Regions from separate parts of the Zea mays genome. Here region 2 is linked to region 1. A link is a contact called in public Hi-C data. All regions are on one chromosome and are shown on one strand. The core of a region is the stretch at or near the end of the contact, and the rest is flanking DNA. Distances in the headings are between cores, read along the strand shown.

The links. Hi-C and Micro-C count contacts between places; a contact is called where the count stands out from the background.
Region 2: a Hi-C map of ear shows a contact between it and region 1, with 2.1 times the contacts expected there. The contact joins two enhancer-like sites. A contact is called at or near these places in 2 of 25 Hi-C or Micro-C datasets (ear and endosperm).

The regions. Positions count from the first base shown.
Region 1 is chr4:140,451,798-140,458,584 of Zm-B73-REFERENCE-NAM-5.0, forward strand. No RefSeq gene overlaps it. Among protein-coding and RNA genes, the nearest start is that of LOC103655549, 40 kb to the left of the region's middle. Within about 2 kb of position 4,129, at least 17 of the 20 cell types and tissues checked have an H3K27ac peak or open chromatin away from gene starts, as enhancers often do. A contact at or near this core is called in ear, where this site is marked.
Region 2 is chr4:140,987,273-140,994,059 of Zm-B73-REFERENCE-NAM-5.0, forward strand. LOC100193062 reads right to left here. Exons shown (of 5, transcript NM_001138228.2): 3 at 6,743-6,787; 4 at 6,059-6,160; 5 at 5,517-5,859. The coding sequence ends at 5,815. Among protein-coding and RNA genes, the nearest start is that of LOC100193062, 6.0 kb to the right of the region's middle. Within about 2 kb of position 3,494, at least 17 of the 20 cell types and tissues checked have an H3K27ac peak or open chromatin away from gene starts, as enhancers often do. A contact at or near this core is called in ear, where this site is marked.

The DNA of each region.
Region 1 (6,787 bases), core at 2,879-5,378:
AACGCCACGATTGCGCCACTAGTGACCTCTTCCTTCTCCGGTCGCCACCGCGCCAACTCCAAATTCACAGGCCACCGCCCCCGGGGCCTATAAATTGAGTGTGCCGTCGGGTCCGTAAGGTAGTCAAGCACCCAACCCACCAAGCCATGCCTCCAATTGCTCACCAGCAAGCCCCAATTTGGGATTTCCCCCAAATCAACCAAGAACACTGTGCGGTGTGAGCTCACCGTGGCCAGCCTGCTCCAGGTTGATTCGTAACCCTATGTTGAATGTTCTAGCATATCTAAGATCTCCTGTTGCTTGTAGGCTCGATTGATTGAACTAGACCGTACCGAATTGCCCGGAACACCGTAGCTTCTTCTCGAGTTTTGTCGTCATCGTGAACTGGCGTGCTCCGACCCGGATTAGTGCGATTGATTGAGGGGTTAGTGTCGCCGAGGGTAGAATTCGGTACCGGCTAAGTTAGGGGTCTGGTCTTGGCATATTCCGGCTAGTATATGCTCACCGGAGACGTGCTCGTCGCCGACCACCATCGTGGACCTGGTGTTGCGAAGGAATAGAACTTCGGGGGTCTTGGTGCAAACGTCAGTGAGACAAACAAATAGTGCTCGGGGTTATTTACCGCTTATTCAAAAAGCTGAGGTCTTCTGTGTAAAACCGCCAACGCGGGCGCGCGCGCGACGCATTTCGCCTGGGCGTGGGCTGTATTGGGCCAGTTTCAGCCCCGAACTGTTCAAAGTTTTCTCCTTTTTCTTTTCTTCCAAGCTTTAGAAATCCATAAGAAACTATAGGAAAATGCTAAAAATATCAGACCAATTTTGCTAGGCTCCTGATTTTCTATAGTATTTAATAAAAATAGTTTTAGGATTTTTATTCCAAATAGGGAATTATGGAGTATTTAAAATAGCCAAAACTCATACCCCTGGAATTTTAGAAATTAATTAATAATTTCAAAAATCACCAAACGTTTTAGATAAGTCTTAAATATTATTTAGAAGCCCTGGGTAAAGTTTGGCATGATTTGGACCATGTTTGGTACCTAGAACCCAAAACCCTAGTCTTCTGCCTATGAACTTCACTATTGACTCCGAAAACCCTAGTTTCCTGGAGATCCGTGAAGGAAAATTATATTCAAGACATTAGATAATATAATTTTATTGTCTTTGCATTTTCATGAGCATTACATGAGCATTGATGATTATATATGCTATATATAGAAAACGAGGAAGATATGGAAGTTGAAGAAGCAAGGGCTACACCACCTGAAGAACCTCAGGCAGGGAACTGCTTTTATTTTGACATCTGTGGAGCAGAGCCTGACTCACCTATAACACAAGGCAAGCCCCGGTGCATTTGCCACCTCCTTGTTATTTTAAAATCTTTCTCACTTGCTTGATGCATTAGGTGATAGGAGTGTGTGCTAAACCAGTTGCTGCATTTCCTTCCTTGAGGATTTGATTACTTTTCCTTAATCCCCTGTTTTACAAAAAGGTTTTTCTTATGCTTAGCTTTGCTCTAGAAAAACAAAATGTTTTGTTTTGACAAAAGATGATGCTTCAAGTGGGTGGGGTGTTTTCAAAAATAAAACTTGATGGTGGATCCATCATGGCCATGATGGGTTGAACATCAGAAAAGATGTACCTCTACCAGGTACCAAACTTTGGGTTTGAAATGATAAAGCTGAGACCGGGCGAGTGACTTGCACGAGAGGAGAGTCTCGGTGTAGTGTCTCCGTCTGAGTCGATTAAGGACCGTCTCGATGTAGGCTTGATGATCGAGGACCTTTTAACTGGTCACATGCCTCGTCATGGGTAAGCTTTGCCTCGGGCAGACTAATACCAGAATAAGATAACACGCAATGGGAGTGAAGAGATGGTGACAGTAGCGTGTACCCTCCTTGGCAAGAGGCTGGACGATGGTGTATTTGTGCTCTCGGTTGGCGTGAACCTGATCTGGTCTTAAGAACCCCGGTGGCGAGTTGACATATGCAAGGGTTAAGTGCTACATATGTCGTGTGATCGAAGATCCCCAGCTGGCTATTAATCGATTCGTTTGGATCGCCGTTACTTCTCGAACATGAAGACTTGGTCATTGCCCTACACGTAGCAATCCAGTGAACAAGAAGGGTTAATAAGAAATTGGCTAGTATAGGTCAAGTGCTTGAACTAGGGTAGAAAGAACTCTAGAACTCAGGTAATGACTCAACTTGCTAATAAAACTAGACTTTTAAGGATCCACTATTAGTAAGCATTTCTACAAACAGAGCCTTGATTATTGATAAGCCATACCTTGATTCCCAAAGGCCAGCATATCCTTGAGAGTCTTTTTATTTTGACGGGTAAGACTTGCGAAAGTACACTTCGTACTCAGGGCTTTGTCCCATGTTGTTTTAGTTGAGGAAGCAGCAAGTTTTTGTTGCTTTTGTTCCAAGGTGGTGCCAAAGGAAGAAAACCAAGACTGAAGCCTCGAGAGGAAGTGTCCTCCTTTAAGAAAAACTTTTTACTGTTTATCGGGAGGGGTTTTTGCCTCCCAAGTTATGTAATAATATTACTCCAGCACTCTTATATTTGCTCTGGTCTGTAATAATACTACTCTTTCTATACTTTAATATAAAATAAGTTGTTGTAACTTCTTCCACATATTCGTACCTTCGATGTGTTGTAATATCTACGTGACTGGTGAAACGCTCTTGGGCAAGGTAAAGAATACAGATACAGAACTTGTCAAGTGATCAGGTGCACCTACAGGGTTGTTTGAGGTCCGTTGGACAAGGACAACTGTAGGTGGGCCTAATGACTTGACAGGTTCTGTCACATATATAAATAAATATATCCTTTCCATACTAGTATTTTTAATTTGCACATTTAATCTAAGTATGAATTTTACAACAAATTTGAAATCTAAATCTAAAAATAGAAAGAAAAGAAATCAGAAAAGGAAAAAGAAAAACTGAGAACTCCACTTGGGCCACATCCGGTCGGCCGGCCCAACTGGCTAGTCTTTCGCACGGCCCAGCTAGCCCGACTGAACAGCGCGCTCCTAGCACCTGCACTGACTGGCGAGCCCCACTCGCCAAGTTCAACCGCGCACTGACGTATGGGCCAGGTCTGTCAGCGCCTGCGCCATCCGTTGCCTAAGCTCTCTGTCCACCGGGTCCCACACGTCATCCATCAGCTGCGACCGGGTCTCCGTGTCCGCATCGCCGGTGTTGTGGGCGTTATAACCGCCGTTCCGCAGTTCCAGCTGGCATAACCGTCGGGCGAGATCCTCTTGCCATTGGCTTCGCCGCAAGATAAGTGGACGACCCCCTCTCCTCTTCTCCTCATTTCACCAATTAGCGTCGTGCGGAGGGACTGAGAGAAATAGAGCGCCGGTGCCACCGTCGCTGCGCTTGGGTTTTGCCGTTATTGCGACCTCGAATCCAGCCAACAGAGTTCGCCGCAGCGCGTAGAGCAAGATTATATCGGTGTTGGGCATGGAGTAGTACCCATTGGGTGTCAATTCCTCGTCGGCGTCGAAGCAAAGCCCCATCTGCATGTTGCTTGAATTCACCTCCACCCGGGATTCCTGGTATGGGCCTCTACTCGATTCGTCGTTCATCTAAGAATCAAATGGCGCTTCTCGCCTCGTGCTCTGTACCAGAATAGCTGCGACCACCACGCTGATTGGCGCCGTTGGCTGGGCCATTAGGGGACAGGGCCCATGCGTTAAAACCCGCGGTAGAAGTTTAGTGGTGGGAGTTCACCATCTTTTCTTTGCCATGAATCGTCTCGCGGGGTGGGGAAATTGGGATCCAGGGTACCGGAACGGGATCTCTGGCCATGGCTCCGCCGTTTGCCGGTGTGCGCCGTCGCCGGTTCGGTTAGCTATGAGGATTTGGGGAGGGTTTTATGCTGGCCCTTGATCTAGATTCAGGTGGCCACGGTTAGATCTTAGGTTACCCCTTCGTTTTAAATCGGGGCCATGGATCTGTGATCATATGGTCGGGAGAGAGTTGTTGTCGCGGGAAATCCTCGGCCATCGATCTTCGTGCGGGCGCTCGGTGTGATAAACCAGTTCACGGAGAGGAATAGATTTAATCTCGGCCGTCGAGTTTCGATCGGACGACCAGGGTTCCAGGATACCCCTTCGGCCAATTCTTTTGCTAAAGACACCCTGATCTTTCTCGATATAAATCCACCGTCTACGTGCAGTGTAGAGTAATTACAATTGAACCATGGATTCTTACAAATCAACCCCTGGCCTTTCACGTTTTTGTGCGCGCGGTCCAAATAAATTGCAGATTTAATAAAATCAACTAGAAAAAGTTTTTTAGTATAAAAATAATTCTAGAAAATTATTTAATTCATAACTAATTCGTTTTAACTCCTTTTTAATCTATTCCAGTTGCAATAATTTTATTTTAATATTGTTTATCACCTAGTAACTCTGTTTTATCATGAAACATAGATTAAATTTGTCCACTTAGTTTATCCTGTATCAACTACTTAAAAACTTCGAAAAATCATAACTTGTTATCCATAACTTCGAATTTAGTGATTCTTGAACCTACAATCTCGTTACGATGCATAGATTATTATCATGCATTATGTTCTGATGTTTGGTGTGATGTTAATTTATGCTATACCATGTTTGTTTGTGTTGCTACGAGTAGTCGAGCAAGTGATCGAGGACCCAGGTGCTCAGCATGTGGAAAATTTTGAGCAGGAGCTCGTTGAAGGAAAGTTATGCCCTTGACCACTTTTATTTACCCAATAATGTTCTCTATAATCATTTTGGCATGCTTAGGCTTAATTTTGATGGGACCCAATAGGTCACACTAGTTTGGTTATCTTTACACCTTGTTTACCCCTGAACTTTTGGATAGTCTTTGCTATTGCTATATGTGGTTTTGGGTGTTAAGATAATTATTACACATGGTCATGATTTATTATTGTTATTCTATTTTGTTCATGATAAGACTATTATGTTAATAGGAACATGGAGCTTAACTTGAGAAACACGTGCCACCACAAGGGTGGAATGGGACGCCCTTTGCTGACTAATTAGGAAAGCTAGTGGAGGTCTACCTTACCCGAAAGGGGCAAGGGAAGTAGGGGAGTTATCGGTGTGGGGAGGTTCTCGGGTTGATTTTGCTGCGATGGCTTTTCAGACGGGGGATTCCTGCATTGCGCTCCCTAGAACTGTAGCGGGTTTTCTGAAGCTAGTGGAACTTTGTAAAGGCCTCGTAGTGTTACCCGGCCTCGCTTCCTGGTAGAGGTGTATGGGATTCATGACCCCTTGGCAGATGGGTAACATGACTTGTGGGTAAAGGGTACAACCTCTACAGAGTGTAAAACTGGTATACTAGTCGTGCTCGCGGTCATTAGCAGCTCAGGACTCTTGCATGATTAATTTATGGAATTAAATTCAATTTGTCATTTGCATCGCATTATGGTTTTATTATTAACTTTGATCTATTACTAGTTTGGTATATACTTACATTTAGTAACTGCTAATAAAATCTGACCAACTTATTAAAAGCAATGCTCAGCTTTAACCCTTATTTGTTGATCAGCCTTACACTTCACATGAGCTCCCACCTTTGGTGAGTTCATGCACATTATTCCCCACAACTTGCTGAGATATGATCTTTTGTGAGCTCACCCTTGCGACATATAAACCCCCCACAGGTGAAGAGCAGGTAGTCCAGGAGGAGGTCTACAACGAGGAGTACGAGATTATCTAGGTGGCGTCTTCCAGTCAGCTTTATGGCGCCAAGGAATAATATTTAGTTCGCTTTATTGTTATCATTTAATTTTGTAAGACACTACCGCTATGTAATAATATTTGTGATATTTATCTCTGCACACTTGGTCATTATATGTGTTGTTCTTCTTTGGCGCACATATGAGACGCACCCGGCTTTACCCCTTAAATTCGAGTGTAACAGAAGTGGTACCCGAGAAAATGTTGACTGTAGGACGAAACCTAGATAGAACTGGTCAAAACCCTTACCTACTTACCTTACTCTGATTCTTTCTATACTTTTCTTGATCATGTCTCACCTTTGGTTGTTCCACTCTGACTATTCTTATCTTTTCTACTCTAGAAAGACAAGAAGGATTTCACACCTTGGAATCCTACATATAAGACCCTCTAAAGAGATAGGGGACCTAAAAAATATATATTTTCTCTATCTAAAATGTTTGGATGTTTGTTCTGATGATAAATGCTTGATTTGATTCTTTGATTGATTGAAATAGTATAGCAGAGCATTCTAGCATGTACCACCATAAGGTAATATATTAGTATTAGTAGGTGACACACTAATCTACTGAACTAATAAAACCCCCAAAAGATCATGTTTCGTAATTACTTGTCTTACCTACAATTCTATCTTACCATATGTTTCTAACTGTGATACCCGGTTTGCAAAGAAGTGAAGTTGGGGGTTATTCTTTTTTTTTGTTTTTTTCTCATTCGGGTGATGCGCTTTGGGGATTTGGAATTTGTGGAAAACATTCACTAGTAAGACAGTATAATTTCTTTGGTTAGACGCTTGCGACGGGGTCGGGAGCTGTCGCGTGGGCGAGTTGGGCCATGAATCTTGATCCGGCCCATTAGCCTCCCCTTAACCCTAGCCGCCCTCCCCCTAATCCCCCCTTGTGCAGCCCCCCCACATTTCCCCTAGCCCTTGGCCGCCCCCCTCCCATCTCCTCCTCCCTCAAACTCTTGCAGCCACACCACCTAACCCTAGCCGCCCCCCATCTCCTCCTCCTAAAGGTGCCATTCCTTGCCGCTTGGA
Region 2 (6,787 bases), core at 2,244-4,743, 530 kb after region 1:
ATTAGATTGGATCAGATCTAGAATAAATTGATATGACTATTTTAGACTAGATAGGATCTAAATAAATTTTGGATTTGCTCATGGTTGTTACATTTTGATGAGATGAATAAAGTGGTTAGGATAGGATGAATCTTTTGAGAAAAGAAAGAATACTTTAAGATATGATGGATCTATGTGTGTAGGATAGAATCTTTTAAGATGAGATTGATCTATTTGTTATATTCAATTGGGGATATTCTTAGTTGATCTAGTTTATCTTATAAATATATCTAGTTTAATAGATCCATTTTTAATAGGGAATATTCTGTTTTGTCTATTTTGTAAATATTTTCCCTTATGTTTAGGTGTATATGTAGATGCAATTGTGGACATTACTCCACAACTCATCACACTCAATCAAAGATCCAAATCAAACAAGCATCATAAGAACAAACTTTCAAGCATACAAATATCTACAAAAATAGTTTTGTTTTTGTTCCTAAGAATAGGTCTCCTAGTCCTAAAGGTCACTTTAGGCACAGGTTTTCAAAGTGTGAAATCCACATTTGTCTTTAGAAGAAAAAGGTAAGAATAATCAGAGTAAAGCGGAAATAGATGAGAGAAGATTAAGAAAAGTTTAGAAAGAATCAGAGTAGCAGAGGTAAGTAAATAATGGTTGTCCAGTTCTATCTAGGTTTCGTCCTACAGTCAACATTCCTCTGATAACACTTCTGTGACACCCGGGTTTCGGGGCACCAAGACCCGGACACGAACAATCACCAGGTGTGCTGGGACCAAGTCTCACACATATGATGAATCATGGCACATAGGGATGGCAATTTTACCCGCGGGTTCGGATATCCGATGGATATCCGACCCATCGGGTTCGGATTCGGGTACGTAATTTGACCCGCGGGTCTTATCCGTATCCGACCCGTGATAAAATCGGGTCGGGTACGGGTTTTATCTCTTGCCCGCGGGTACCCGGTGGATATCCGAAATTTGTGATACAACTTTTTAGCCCACCAAAAATATCAACCTAATGACCTATCTCATTAGCCCACGGCGACACTGAGTGCTGGGCTGTTGTCCCTTGGCGCAGGTACTAGCCTAGTTCATCCGCAATTGTGAGTAGTGAGTAGTGAGGAGAGCTCTGAAATGGCCCATAAGTGTAGCATGCACAAGAAGCACTGTTGCTGCTGCATAATAGCAGTTAATACAGTTATTGATACATAGGCACCACCGCACCACTTGACTCACCACGTACTAAATTCATGAGGAACTAAATTTTAATCATGAATTCATGTTCAACGACAAACTTCTTAGGAAACATGTGCATGCGATTATTTTGATAATTATTTTTTTATCAGTTATGATAAGTGTTAGCAAATCTTTTTATATCTGACGGGTACCCGATACCCGCCCGATACCCGATGGGTATGGGCACGGGCATAAAATTTTACCCGCGGGTATAGTTGCGGGCGGGCATGAGTAATCCCCGCGGGTATGATCGCGGGCGGGTATTTTTCCTACCCGATCCGAACCAGACCCATTGCCATCCCTAATGGCACAGGATCGAATGTCACATCTTTACTATATAATAGGAGTTCTGTACAAAATAAATAAATATATACATTATAAGGAGACGATGGTCCAGCAACCCAAAGTTGACTGGGAGACGACGACCTAGATCTCTCACGAACACATCACAACATTCTCCAAGCACCTCATCCTGTGGTACATGTTCTTCACCTGTGGGGGTGTGAGACAGCAAGAGTGAGCTCACATACGTTCTTAGCTCAACAAGTTGTGGGGAATAATGTGCATGAACTCGCCAAAGGTGGGAGCTCACGTGAAGTGTAAGGCTTACCAAAGAGGATGGCTGAAGCTGAGCATAGCTTTTAAAGTTGGTCAAAATTTTATTAGTAATTACTAAGTATAAGTAAATACCAACCCAATTAAGTAGTAGTACAAAAGTAATAACAACACCTGCGATGCAATGCATATGACAAATTTAATTTAAGTTCCATAAATTAATCATGTGAGTGTCCGAGCTGCTCATGCCCGTGAGCACGGCTAGTATACCAGTTTTACACTCTGCAGAGGTTGCGCATCTTTACCCACAATTCATGTTACCCATTTGCCAAGAGACGGCCAATCCCATATACCTCTACCAAGGAGGCGAGGCAGGGTAACACTACGAGGCCTTTACAAAGTTCCACTAGCTTCCAAAAACCTGCTATAGTTTATAGGAAGCTCCATTGCAGGAATACCTCGCGTGATCGCCATCGCAGCAAAATCAACTCGAGGACCTCCCTACACTTACCACTCCCCTACTGCCCTTGCCCCTTTCAGGTAAGGTAGTCTTCTACTAGCTTTCCTAGTTAGTTAGCCAAGGGCGTCCCATTAAACCCTTATGGTAGCACTATTTTCCCGGGTGGTTCTCCATGTTCCCATTAACATAATGATCTTATCATGAACAGTAAATAATAAACATATAATAAAAAGTGTAATCATGAGTAATAAATATCTCTATACCCAAAACCACATAAAGCAATAGCATGTACTACCAAAAAAATTAGTAGTAAAATCAGTGGTGAAACAAGGTATAAAGATAGTCAAAATCTAGGGTAACCTATTGGGTCCCATCAAAATTAACCTATGCAGATCATTATGATTAATAAGAACATGACTGGGTAAAAAGAAGTGATCAAGGGCACAACTTGCCTGGCACTTAAGATTCCAGGTACCAACTTGCTCTTTAGGTGGCTCATAACCTCGCGCTAGTCGTAGCAATACAAACAAACATGGTATAGGCAGAATTAACATCACACCAAACATAAGAATAAACTGCGTAATAATATTCTATGCGTTGCTACGAGATCGTAGAAACAAAAACCATTAAATTCGGAGCTACGGTTATTATGTTATGAATTTCCGAAATTATTTAGTGCTTAGAATAGATTAATCCTAATGAACAATTTTAATTCAAGTTTCATGGTTAAACAAAGGTACTAGGTGATAAAAAATATTAATACAAAATTATTGCAACTGGAATGACTCAATTTGGAGTTAAAATGAATTTACTATGAATTTCACAAGTTCTAGAATTATTTTTGTGCTTAGAAAAGTATTTTCTATATTGTTTTTCCTACTTTCCTAAGTCACTGGACTAGGCGCATAATTATCAGAAACTACAGGGGCTAACTAGCAATGTTTCCCCAGACTCAGGATTCCCCACAGTGTGGACTGCAGGTTGTTTATAGGGTTCTATGGGGTCTTTTCAGTAAACTTGCCACGACGAAAAGGGTACGGGATAACCAGATCCGGCCGATCCAGAACCGAGGGCCCATATCAAAAGCCATCACATAATTGAACCGGTACGCAATATTAACCATCAGATAGAGATTCGATGGCCAGGAACCAATGTAACCGAACAGTTATTCTATGATCTATTCTCGACCGTTCGATACACAACTAGCGGCTGCGATCACACCGAATGACGGGCTATGTTGTAATCGAATCCTAACCGTCCACATCAGTTTGATGGCCCAGATTGAATGAGGTCGCAATCTAATCCTGATCGTCGCTTACGAATCCAACGGCCCTAGGGCTTTCTTCCACCACCCGACCGAGGCCGAGCAGTGGCATCCCAGCCCAAGCCAGGGAGCTCACCGGAGCACCCCAATATAGCATTCCCGGGCATGATTAACCCTATGGCAGGTCAAAAATTAAAGCGGGCATCAATAGCGAAGCAACCGGGAAGGAGCTCACCGTGGATGACGTGCACAGGAGCATCGTCCATGACACAGGGCGGCCCGCGGCGGCGTTATGTCGACGACGAGCAATTGCGCCAAATCCGAAGCTTCCCCATGGATGCCGATGCTTTGTATATCTTCTACTCAACCTAGTGATTCCCCAGAGCCACAAATCCAGCCCCGAAGACGCCCCTTTCAACGAGATTATGCGCGGCGCGGTCAGGGGATCCTCCTTGAGCGAGTTCCCAGCTCGTGGTGCTTTCCGTGATGAAGATGACGAGGGGAAAGGGGCAGGGCGCTTCAGGATTTATATCTGCTAGCCCCGAAATTCGAGCGAGAAAACCACCCGCGAGATCGTCGGGCACTCGGCCATGGCGACCCTGGTTTGTTCTGCCATGGGGATTCTGTTACGATGAGACTAAGCTGACTTTAGGGGTCCACTCGTCGGTGATCGAAGGTGGATGCAGCATGCCCAGTGAAGCTGAACAGCGGGACCCGCGCGCCAGAGGTAGTGGGGATTAACCTGCGCGCGCGAGTTGGCTGCAGTGTGGGATTTAGTGGGCTGCGGTAGGGTTTCGGCCCGAGGCGAGTTTTCTTTCTTTTCTTTTTATTTTCCTTTTCTATTTCCATTTCTATTTCCTATTTTCTATTTCAAATAAATTTGAATCTGAGTTAGCATTTTAAATATAAACAAAACAAGAGACCCAACATGATGCAAGTATAGAATATATATATATATATTATTTTACTTGTCTAAGCAAATGCTTCAAAACATGTAGACTTAATTAAGAATAAATCACACAATTAAATCATTAAGGACCCTTTTTCATATTTTTTAATAAAATAAGTGAGCACTTTATTCAAAGTTAAAAGTTTATTGTCTATTTATTTAAAAAATATCTTCAATATGCAACACACGCCTGGCTTCGTATGCAGTCAAGCTAAAAGTTTATATAAAAAAAATAGTGTTTATCCCTTATTTATTTTTTTATTTATTTTATTATTTTTTATATATAAATTTTGGGCTTTACATCAGGAGCAACCCTGTGGGTGTGGCAGAGGGGCGACCGCTCCGGGCCCCCGATTTCAAAAGGCCCAACCCTAAATATATACTTATATTGTCTAGACTATAACTTTATGGCATAATAGTTCAACAGTATAGTATTGAAGAGTTGACAACTACGATATATTCATATCTAGATCATATTCAAACATGTTAGAATAAAATTTTAAGATTATACTGTAATATGTACTTATTTATTTATTTGTTATTTAATATGAATATTTTTAGATATATATATTGGATAACATGTATATATAAAAAATAATTAGAAAGGCCTCTAGTTTAAAACTTGCCTCGGACCGGGCCACTAAAATGTAAGACCGCCACTGCTCCTCGTGCTTTGGCGAGCGGCTCAACGAGCTTGCGGTGCGCGCCATCCAGGACGTCGAGTGCAAGTGGCTGCTCTACATCTCCCAACAGATGAGAGCGTCTTCTTCCCGTTCATTACCAGGCACACTTTCCGCGCCCGCCTGCAGACTATGAATGAGTCCCCCCATGCCGCTGTCCGCTACCAATTTTTAGGGAAATTAAAGGAAGCTATTGGAGTAGAGACTTCTTTAGGTACTAAAGATTTTTTTGGAAGACCCAATCCGTAGGTATAGGGATATTAACTTGAGCGGTTGGAGATGCTCTAAGGTACTCACATTTTCATGGCAAGATGAAGTCACACGCTAGCGAGACTCATCAATCCACTGCAGGTGCCAATGTGCCATCAGCTTAATGGTTTGGGCAGAAGAAGGAAAAGATTTCTCGAAGACTTCAACATTTCACATTTGAGTATGAATAGAACTGCTCTTTAGCAGGCGCTATCGTCAGAAATTGATGTGCTACATAGAAATACTAATGTTCAGCCCATGCTATCGTGCTTGATCAACATACAAGTCTGGGTGCGCTATTCCACATCCATCTGGGATCAGCTCCCAAAAAAATTGGGTGGATCCATCAAATAAGATTCAGATAAGACCTCTCCTGGCCGTGGAACGTGAAAAATAAATCTCCAACCATGGTCCAGTGTTATTGCCCAAATAAACTAGAAATAGCCGTCAGATATCCAGCTAGCTGCAGAAATGGATGAGCACACGATCACATATCAGTAGCGCGAAACAGCAGTAATTAACATTCTGGTTTCTAAGTAAATAATTATCTAGTATCAGACATTACTGCTGTCCATTTTAACATTTCCAAGCTATGTTTATTGGTTATGGTAAAAGTTTGTATATATTAAAAACTGAATTTCTACTACATTTGGTTTATGTACCTGCCCTAAGATGTCCTTTCCTGTCTGAGCCTCCACTAGCAATCCAGCCGTGAGTCCTATCACTGCCAATGCCCCGTTGATCGCTTCTGCTTGACGGCGCCTCTACACAACAGACCAGTGATTCGGATCAAATTTGAAGAGTAAGAAAACACAATGAAGCATCAATATATAATATAGACTGATATTGGGATTCAGAGGGGAGTGCAGCAGATGATGTTCTCCAGGACAAACAGACACCAATTAATGGATGATTAAATAACTATTTGTTAACAGAAAGTGGAGACCATACATTAGTGAAATAATAAAATAAACATATATGTTTCACTAAATGAATTTCAGCATCTCTCTTATGAGCTATAATTTCCACCACAGGTAGATTTTTTTAATTTAGGGTGCATTTGACACCTAGGAACCGTTCCGATTCAGCTCCGGAACACAAAATTACGACCAAACAAATACTACAATGGTGTTTCTCGTTCTCATATTGCAGGACAGCATGAACAGGGAAAAGCCTAGTTCTGTTTCCAGTTTTCTGAAACAACGATTCAGCACCAACAATTGGCCCAAACAAAAGGTATATGTTTTCCACTTTTCCTTACTACGAAGGTTCCATCTATTAGCATATATGATTGATTATTTGATTTAGTCTAAGGAATGATACACTCCAATACAGCAACAATGCACCTTCAGCTTTTCTTTGGCCCTAATTTCTTGCATTTGTTTAGCAGC